Regions from separate parts of the Mus musculus genome. Here region 1 is linked to region 2. A link is a contact called in public HiChIP or PLAC-seq data. All regions are on one chromosome and are shown on one strand. The core of a region is the stretch at or near the end of the contact, and the rest is flanking DNA. Distances in the headings are between cores, read along the strand shown.

Region 1 (3,035 bases), core at 14-2,513, 130 kb before region 2:
TATGGGCGGATGCAGGTCCAGCTGAAAGCCAATGATGTCAACACCCAGCCATTTATTGTCTGACTTTTATTTGCAAAACACAGCCCATACATAACTTAATTCCTGTATTCAAGATGTCTTGGGGGGGGGGGGGGCATCGGGTTGCAAGCAGTTGAGCATCCTCAGGATTGAGAAGCTTCCTGGAGGGTGTAATAAAAAAAATATAACCTGCAGGCAACAGCGGCCACCCCCTGAGGACTTTATTCTTTAAAGCCAGTGTGGGTATTTGGGGTGCACAGAAGCGCTGGTGGGCTAGCCTTCAAGACAGGTACTCACATTGAAGTTGTGTTGAAGGTAGTTTTGGAGTGGCAAAGAAAGCCAGTCCGGAGTAGAGTGGGTATCTAGGGTCAGGGAGCATCTCCTCTTCTGGGACAGGACAGAGTGGGTGCAGAGAAAATTATAGATGGCACATTAGTACCAATATAAATAATTGCACAATTTGCAAGATTAGTCCCAGGGTTAATTACACAGTGAAGGTGAAACGCACTAATCTTTCACAGTATGAGTGGGGTTCTTGACCTTGGCAAGAAGTCAGAGTGGATAAAATAGAAGGGAGAATGAGTGTGATTGACGTAACCGTGTGCTCTAAGCCGGACAAGCTGAGGGCAAGCGCTGGCTCATCAGGCTTTGTGGAAAGTGAAATTCTCTTTTAGATCAGGACTACAGTGGGCACCAGCTTCAGAAGACTTGGAAAAGTCTGGAAATGTGGCCTGAGGAACTGTGCACACATTCAGCGGAGGATGCACCCGAGGGCAGCAGTGATCCTAAGATTGGTAGGCCACCGGCAGGTCCAAGGCTCTGGGAGGTGGCCTGACTCGCACAGCTGGGCGGGAGTGACGCCTTGCTGGAGAGCAGGTGGCCGCGCAGATTGCGCAGTTCCCGGGGAGCGCGCGCGCTGGGGGGCGCGGGGCAGGCGGGGCTAGCGGGGACGCGCTGGGGCGCGGGAGGGGGGCTCTAGGAGCCGGGGGCGGGGCCGAGTGCGCGGGCCTTGGCACGCACGCGCAGACGGGCCGCGGGCCCCAGAGGCAGAGAGGAGGGGGAGCGTGAAATAGGGGGCGGTGTGGAGCGTATTTCCGCTCTGGCGGACAAATAATCCTGGCCAAAGGGGAGGCCCGACTGTCCAGCCCTTTAACCGCGTGGGGGTGCCGGGGGAGAAAAGGGGGGTCGGGGAGGGGGAATCCTGCTCCTTTAATTCCCTCCCCTCTTCCTCCGCCCCGAGTCCGCGAGGACGCTGCGCTGCGCGGGGCCTTGGAACACTCGGCACGAGCTGCCCCCGCCCCTCCCCCTCCCGCCCACGCGGAGCCGGCCCGCGCGCGCACCCCGTGCACCCCCGCGCCTGCGCGCTGCCCCGGCCCTGCCCGTGTGTGGGGGGCGTCGCTGGCCCCGGGGGGGTGGGGGACCAGGGGGGAAAAATCAGCACGCGGAACCGGGCCAGGTGAGAGGCGCGTGCACCCAGGGTCGTGAGTCTGGGTGGGGGGGCGTGCCACGGAGATCTGCGCGTGGGAGGGGGGCGTGCACGACCTGTCCGGGCGGTGGGAGGACGTGAAAAGGGGGACTCACAGCAGCGCGGCCCAGGCTAGAGCGAGGCGGGTGAGGAGTACCTGCAACCGGGGGCCACCCCAGAGTTGCAATCCTCTGGTTTTTTCCCCCCATCCACCCCTTTATCCATTCTCCCGTGGGCGCGCGGGCTGCGGGACTGGGGGGTGTGGACGCCGCTGCCCCGCCCCCGGGAACCACGCCTCCCTCCTCGGAGGGACCGCGCCTCCTTGGAATTGGGGAAACTGAGGGAGGCGCGCCAAGACTAGGGAGGTAGGGATGAGGGGTCTGGAGCCTTGGCCTCCGACAGCCAGAGACCTTTGTCTCTGACTCGTTTCCTTCCCACCCAGGGCAGTCCACTCCCGCCACAATGGCCTCTGGGGTGGAAGTCCTGCGCTTCCAGCTGCCTGGCCACGAGGCCGCAACGTTGCGGAACATGAACCAGCTCCGTGCAGAGGAGCGGTTCTGTGATGTGACCATCGTGGCCGACAGCCTCAAATTCCGTGGCCACAAGGTCATCCTGGCCGCCTGCTCACCGTTCCTCCGGGACCAGTTCTTGCTGAACCCCAGTTCTGAGCTGCAGGTCTCACTGATGCACAGCGCGCGTATTGTGGCGGACTTGCTCCTCTCTTGCTACACAGGCGCCCTGGAGTTCGCAGTCAGGGACATCGTGAACTACCTGACAGCAGCCTCCTACCTGCAAATGGAGCATGTAGTGGAGAAATGCCGGAACGCCCTTAGCCAGTTCATTGAGCCCAAAATAGGCCTTAAAGAAGATGGGGTCAGCGAGGCTAGCCTCCTAAGCAGTGTCAGTGCCACCAAGTCCCTCCTCCCTCCAGCCAGGACCCCAAAGCCAGCTCCAAAACCCCCACCACCACCTCCTCTACCCCCTCCGCTCCTGCGACCGGTGAAGCTGGAGTTTCCGCTGGATGAGGACCTAGAGCTGAAGGCGGAAGAGGAGGATGAGGATGAAGATGAAGATGTTTCTGACATCTGCATCGTCAAAGTGGAGTCGGCTCTAGAAGTGGCACACCGGCTCAAACCCCCTGGAAGCCTAGCCGGGGGTCTGGGTATCGGGGCCTCTGTGAGCAGCCACCTGGGAGAGCTGGCCCAGAGTAGTGTGGCCCCCAACACTGTTACCCCACCGCAAGGGGTGGTGAAGGCATGCTACAGCCTGTCAGAGGACGCGGAAGGGGAAGGCCTGTTGTTGATCCCAGGAGGCCGGGCCAGTGTGGGGGCCACCTCGGGCCTAGTGGAAGCAGCAGCGGTGGCCATGGCTGCCCGGGGGGCGGGGGGCAGTCTGGGGGCAGGGGGTAGCCGGGGACCTCTGCCTGGGGGCTTCTCAAGTGGAAACCCCTTAAAGAACATCAAATGCACCAAATGCCCTGAAGTGTTCCAGGGTGTGGAGAAGCTGGTCTTCCACATGCGTGCGCAACACTTCATCTTCATGTGCCCACGCT
Region 2 (3,507 bases), core at 165-2,664:
GTCAGCCAGTGCATATGGACGAGGCTAAATCAGTACGACTCCAAAAGCCCCGTCCGTCCCCGAAGTCTAGAAATTAAAACTAATAAACTCACCTTGTGAATCAGACTGTGCAGACAAGCATTCACCTTTTGAATCCGGGTTAGCAGAGGGGCATCAGTCTCTGAATGCAAGTCCATCAGAAAGTCCTAGGCAGGGTTGGAGGGTGACCGAGTGCTGGAGACAGGTCCTCCTGCCACTTCCTCACCACGGGCCACTCTTCTCATCAGATTCCCTTCTCCCAGAACCCTTCCAGACAGATGGAAAGGCCAGCCCTCTCTCTCCACCTCCATCTTTTTTTTTTTTTGGTTTTTGGAGACAGGGTTTCTCTGTAGCCCTGGCTGTCCTGGAACTCACTCTGTAGACCAGGCTGGCCTCGAACTCAGAAATCTGCCTGCCTCTGCCTCCCAAGTGCCGGGATTAAAGGCGTGGGCCACCACTCCACCTCCATCTCTTAAAATTGCAGTCAGTTCCTTTCAAACTACCTGGAACCCCACCCCCACCCTGGAACCCCACCCCCACTCCTGTTCCTTATGGGTCTTCTCCCCCCCCCCCCCCCCCCGCCCAGTGAGAGACACCCAGGCCACTCTCTGATTCTCTGTGGGGTGCTCAGATGGAGTCCCTCTGAATGGAATGCAGACCACTTCTTCCAGCACAATGAACACTGGTGGCTGTCCTGTCATTTCCAATGCTATTCCAGTTCATGTGCCCTGCCCGTTAACCCTCCCCTTCCCAGAGCAGCCTTTGAGGTCCACGTGCTCCCTGCTTCTCCCTCCCCAGCCCGTGCACAGATGGCTGCCCCCTACCTCGCCAAGGGCCCCCAGCTGCAGCTGCCGTTGCTGGGTCTCCCTCAGCCGGTCTGCGAACCAGGCCTGGCCATGCTCCAGCAGCTCCAGGCCCTGCCACAGAGCATCTTGTTCCCTCTCCAGAGCCTGCATCATCTGCAGCTGGCTTAGAGGAGACACAGGCCAAAACGACTCACTCCCAGCAGGACCCTAGGTATGGCAATCTCCTCTAAAGGGCTCACTATCTGATCACTAAGGATTTGAATAACAAAGGAATACAGAGGGAAAGTCTGTGGGTCCTCAGTTGAGAGGAAATATATGCAGGGTACATCATGGGAGGGGATGTCCCAAGACTGAGTTGGTCTCGCACTCACCCAGAGGAAGAAGTTCTGGGCTCCTGGGTCTTGGCGGCTTGTCCCCAGTGGTAGCAGCAGAACAGTGTAGGGCGCTTGCACCAGGGGTGGCCCACCAGGACCTGGGCTCTCCATGGCTCTAAAGTAGGAAGGGCGGAGCCGGGGCTGGTCCCTCCCCAACCCATCTTCTACCCATCCTGCCTTGTCTTTCAGCCTGTGAGGCCAGGATAATTCTTAAGGCAACAGATAGCTTCCCTTAAACTGTGTGTCAACCTTCATTTTTGTTTTTGTGGTTTTTGTTTTGTATAGTCTGTTGGAAGTAGCTTGTCCTCATTGAGTCCCAAGGACAGAATCTAAATTTATTTAAAGTTTTATTTAGAGTCAGGGTCTCCCTGTGTAGCCTAGCTAGCCTGGAACTCACTATATAGACCAGGCTGGCCTCAAACTCAGAGCTCCACCTGCCTTTGTCTTCCCAGTGGTAGAATTAAAGGTCTGCACCATCGTACCTGCATTTATTTATTTATACCACCATTCCTGACTAAATGTAATTATCTACTTGTTAGTTTATGTGTATGTGTGTGTCCATGAGCTTATGTGTATTCCATGTGTCCCAGAGCCCCTGAGACTAGAAGAGGGTGTAAGATCCCTTGGAACTGGAGTGACACACAGATGTGACCCACCATGTGGTTCTTGGAACCAAAGCCACTTTCTCTGCAAGAGCAGTCAGTGCCTCTAATCACTGAGCATCTGCCCAGCCCAACTGTCACTATATTTGAGTGACTTCCCCCTGTCCCAGCTGATGTCCTGTTGGGTGACCTAAGGAAACACCTTGATCTAAAATAAGCTTTATTCCTAGCACAAGACACAATGTGCAAACTGAGAACTCTGCAGTAAGGGAAAAAAAAAAACCCGAAAAGGCATGGTAGGCCCCGGGGCTCAGGTAGCTGGGAGGCGAGGGAGGACTCTCAGAGGATGGTGGGAGCAGCGGGCAGCACTTCCTGACTAATGAAAATGTCCAGGTCCAGGGTGGGATCCTCCAAGTCCAGTTTTAGAAACGTATCCACCAGTGCCTGGCAGCTGCAGGAGAGACAGAACAGTGTGGCTGCTGGGTCGCCAACTCCCTATGCAGACAGAGGGGAGGGTCTGTGCGGGAAACTGCAGCCTTGGAGAGCCAAGCGTTTCAAAAGCAGCCATGGATACTGAGTTGGTTTTGTTTGTCGTTTTCTGACAAGGTCTTGCTATGTAGCTCAGGCTGGCCTTGAACACCAGGCTTACAGGCACGTGCCCGTGCCACACCTGACTTGGTGAGGAGAAGGAGGAGGAGGAGGAGGAGGAAGAGAGCACGGGGCTGCAGAAAGATGGCTGGGGCCAGGTGAGGGAGAACACAGGAGCTGTGGGGAGCATGGCAGGCCCCACTCACTTTTCCATTTGGTTCCTCCTCAGAAGCTCATTCGTGGCCTTGATGGGTTTCCCACTGCGGATCAAGTCTGAGACCTAGCACAGAGGCACAGGGAGGATGGGGTGAGGACGTTAGGGAAGAGGGGAAATGAGGGTCAGAAGTCCTGTGGGCCTACAAGTCCAGAGTTTCAAGAGGAACAGGAAAGAGGGTGCAGAGATGCCTCAGCAGCTAAGAGCACTGACTGCTCTCTCAGAGAACCTGGGTTCAATTCCCAGCACCCACTGGCAGCTCACAAACCATCTGTAACTCCAGTGTCCTGAGATTGATGTCATTTTCTGACCTCCACAGACACCAGGCACATGTGGTGTATTTATATAAATTCAAGGAAAACACTCATATGCATAAGATAAGTCAATCTTAAACTTAGCAAGAGGAGCAGTGTACTTGAGGGGGCCCGAGGTGGGGTGGTGCTCATTACCTCTTTGCCACGAGCAATGAGTGGGTCAGGAAGCCCAGCCTGGGCCGCTGTGTGGGAGGCGTGGCTGGCACTGGCGACGCCTTGGCAAAGCTGGTAGAAGAAGACAAGGTCTTCCCCATCCTCACAAGTCTCCATGGTCTGTAAAGAGAACAAACAAGGACCCTGTGCCTTCAGTGCCCTGGGGCTGAGAAGAGGGAAAGGCCATGGGCAGAGTGACTTCCTCACCAAATACTGCACCAGGGGTCCTTGCGGCAGCAGCTGCAGCTGAACAAGGCTCAGGAAGTTGGTGGCTACAAAGACGTGGGGGCAGCTGGGTCCCAGTGCTAGCCAGTGACGGAGCACAGCAGCCAGAAGTGCCAGGCCATCCACCTGTCAAAGGGCAGAGGTGAGAGGGCAGAGCCAGGACAGCTGTGTCCTTCTGTAGCTGTCATGGCTTCTCCTCCCCTCTGTGCACGC

Evidence for each region. HiChIP or PLAC-seq counts read pairs in DNA pulled down with a chosen protein or histone mark.
Region 1: an H3K27ac HiChIP or PLAC-seq map of embryonic stem cells shows a contact between it and region 2, with 6 read pairs. The contact joins the promoter of Zbtb12 here to the promoter of Sapcd1 in region 2. A contact is called at or near these places in 4 of 39 promoter capture datasets (the 3T3-L1 cell line, the C10 cell line, cranial neural crest and 1 more), 1 of 484 Hi-C or Micro-C datasets (embryonic stem cells), 2 of 115 datasets of contacts at active chromatin or transcription factors (embryonic stem cells and pancreatic cancer cells) and 3 of 9 other capture datasets (adipose tissue, liver and pancreatic islet).

Annotation. Positions count from the first base shown.
Region 1 is chr17:34,893,296-34,896,330 of GRCm38.p6, forward strand. Zbtb12 (zinc finger and BTB domain containing 12) reads left to right here and starts at 1,264. Exons shown (of 2, transcript NM_198886.3): 1 at 1,264-1,474; 2 at 1,926-3,035. The coding sequence starts at 1,946.
Region 2 is chr17:35,026,602-35,030,108 of GRCm38.p6, forward strand. It overlaps Sapcd1 (suppressor APC domain containing 1), which reads right to left and starts at 1,415. Exons shown (of 4, transcript NM_023893.4): 1 at 1,196-1,415; 2 at 843-983; 3 at 93-185. The coding sequence starts at 1,309. Msh5 (mutS homolog 5) reads right to left here. Exons shown (of 25, transcript NM_001146215.2): 22 at 3,277-3,420; 23 at 3,052-3,189; 24 at 2,595-2,668; 25 at 2,004-2,251. The coding sequence ends at 2,140. It overlaps Gm52318 (a long non-coding RNA gene), which reads left to right and starts at 947. Exons shown (of 2, transcript XR_003952415.1): 1 at 947-1,035; 2 at 3,198-3,507. It overlaps Vwa7 (von Willebrand factor A domain containing 7), which reads left to right. Exons shown (of 17, transcript NM_138582.1): 17 at 1-140.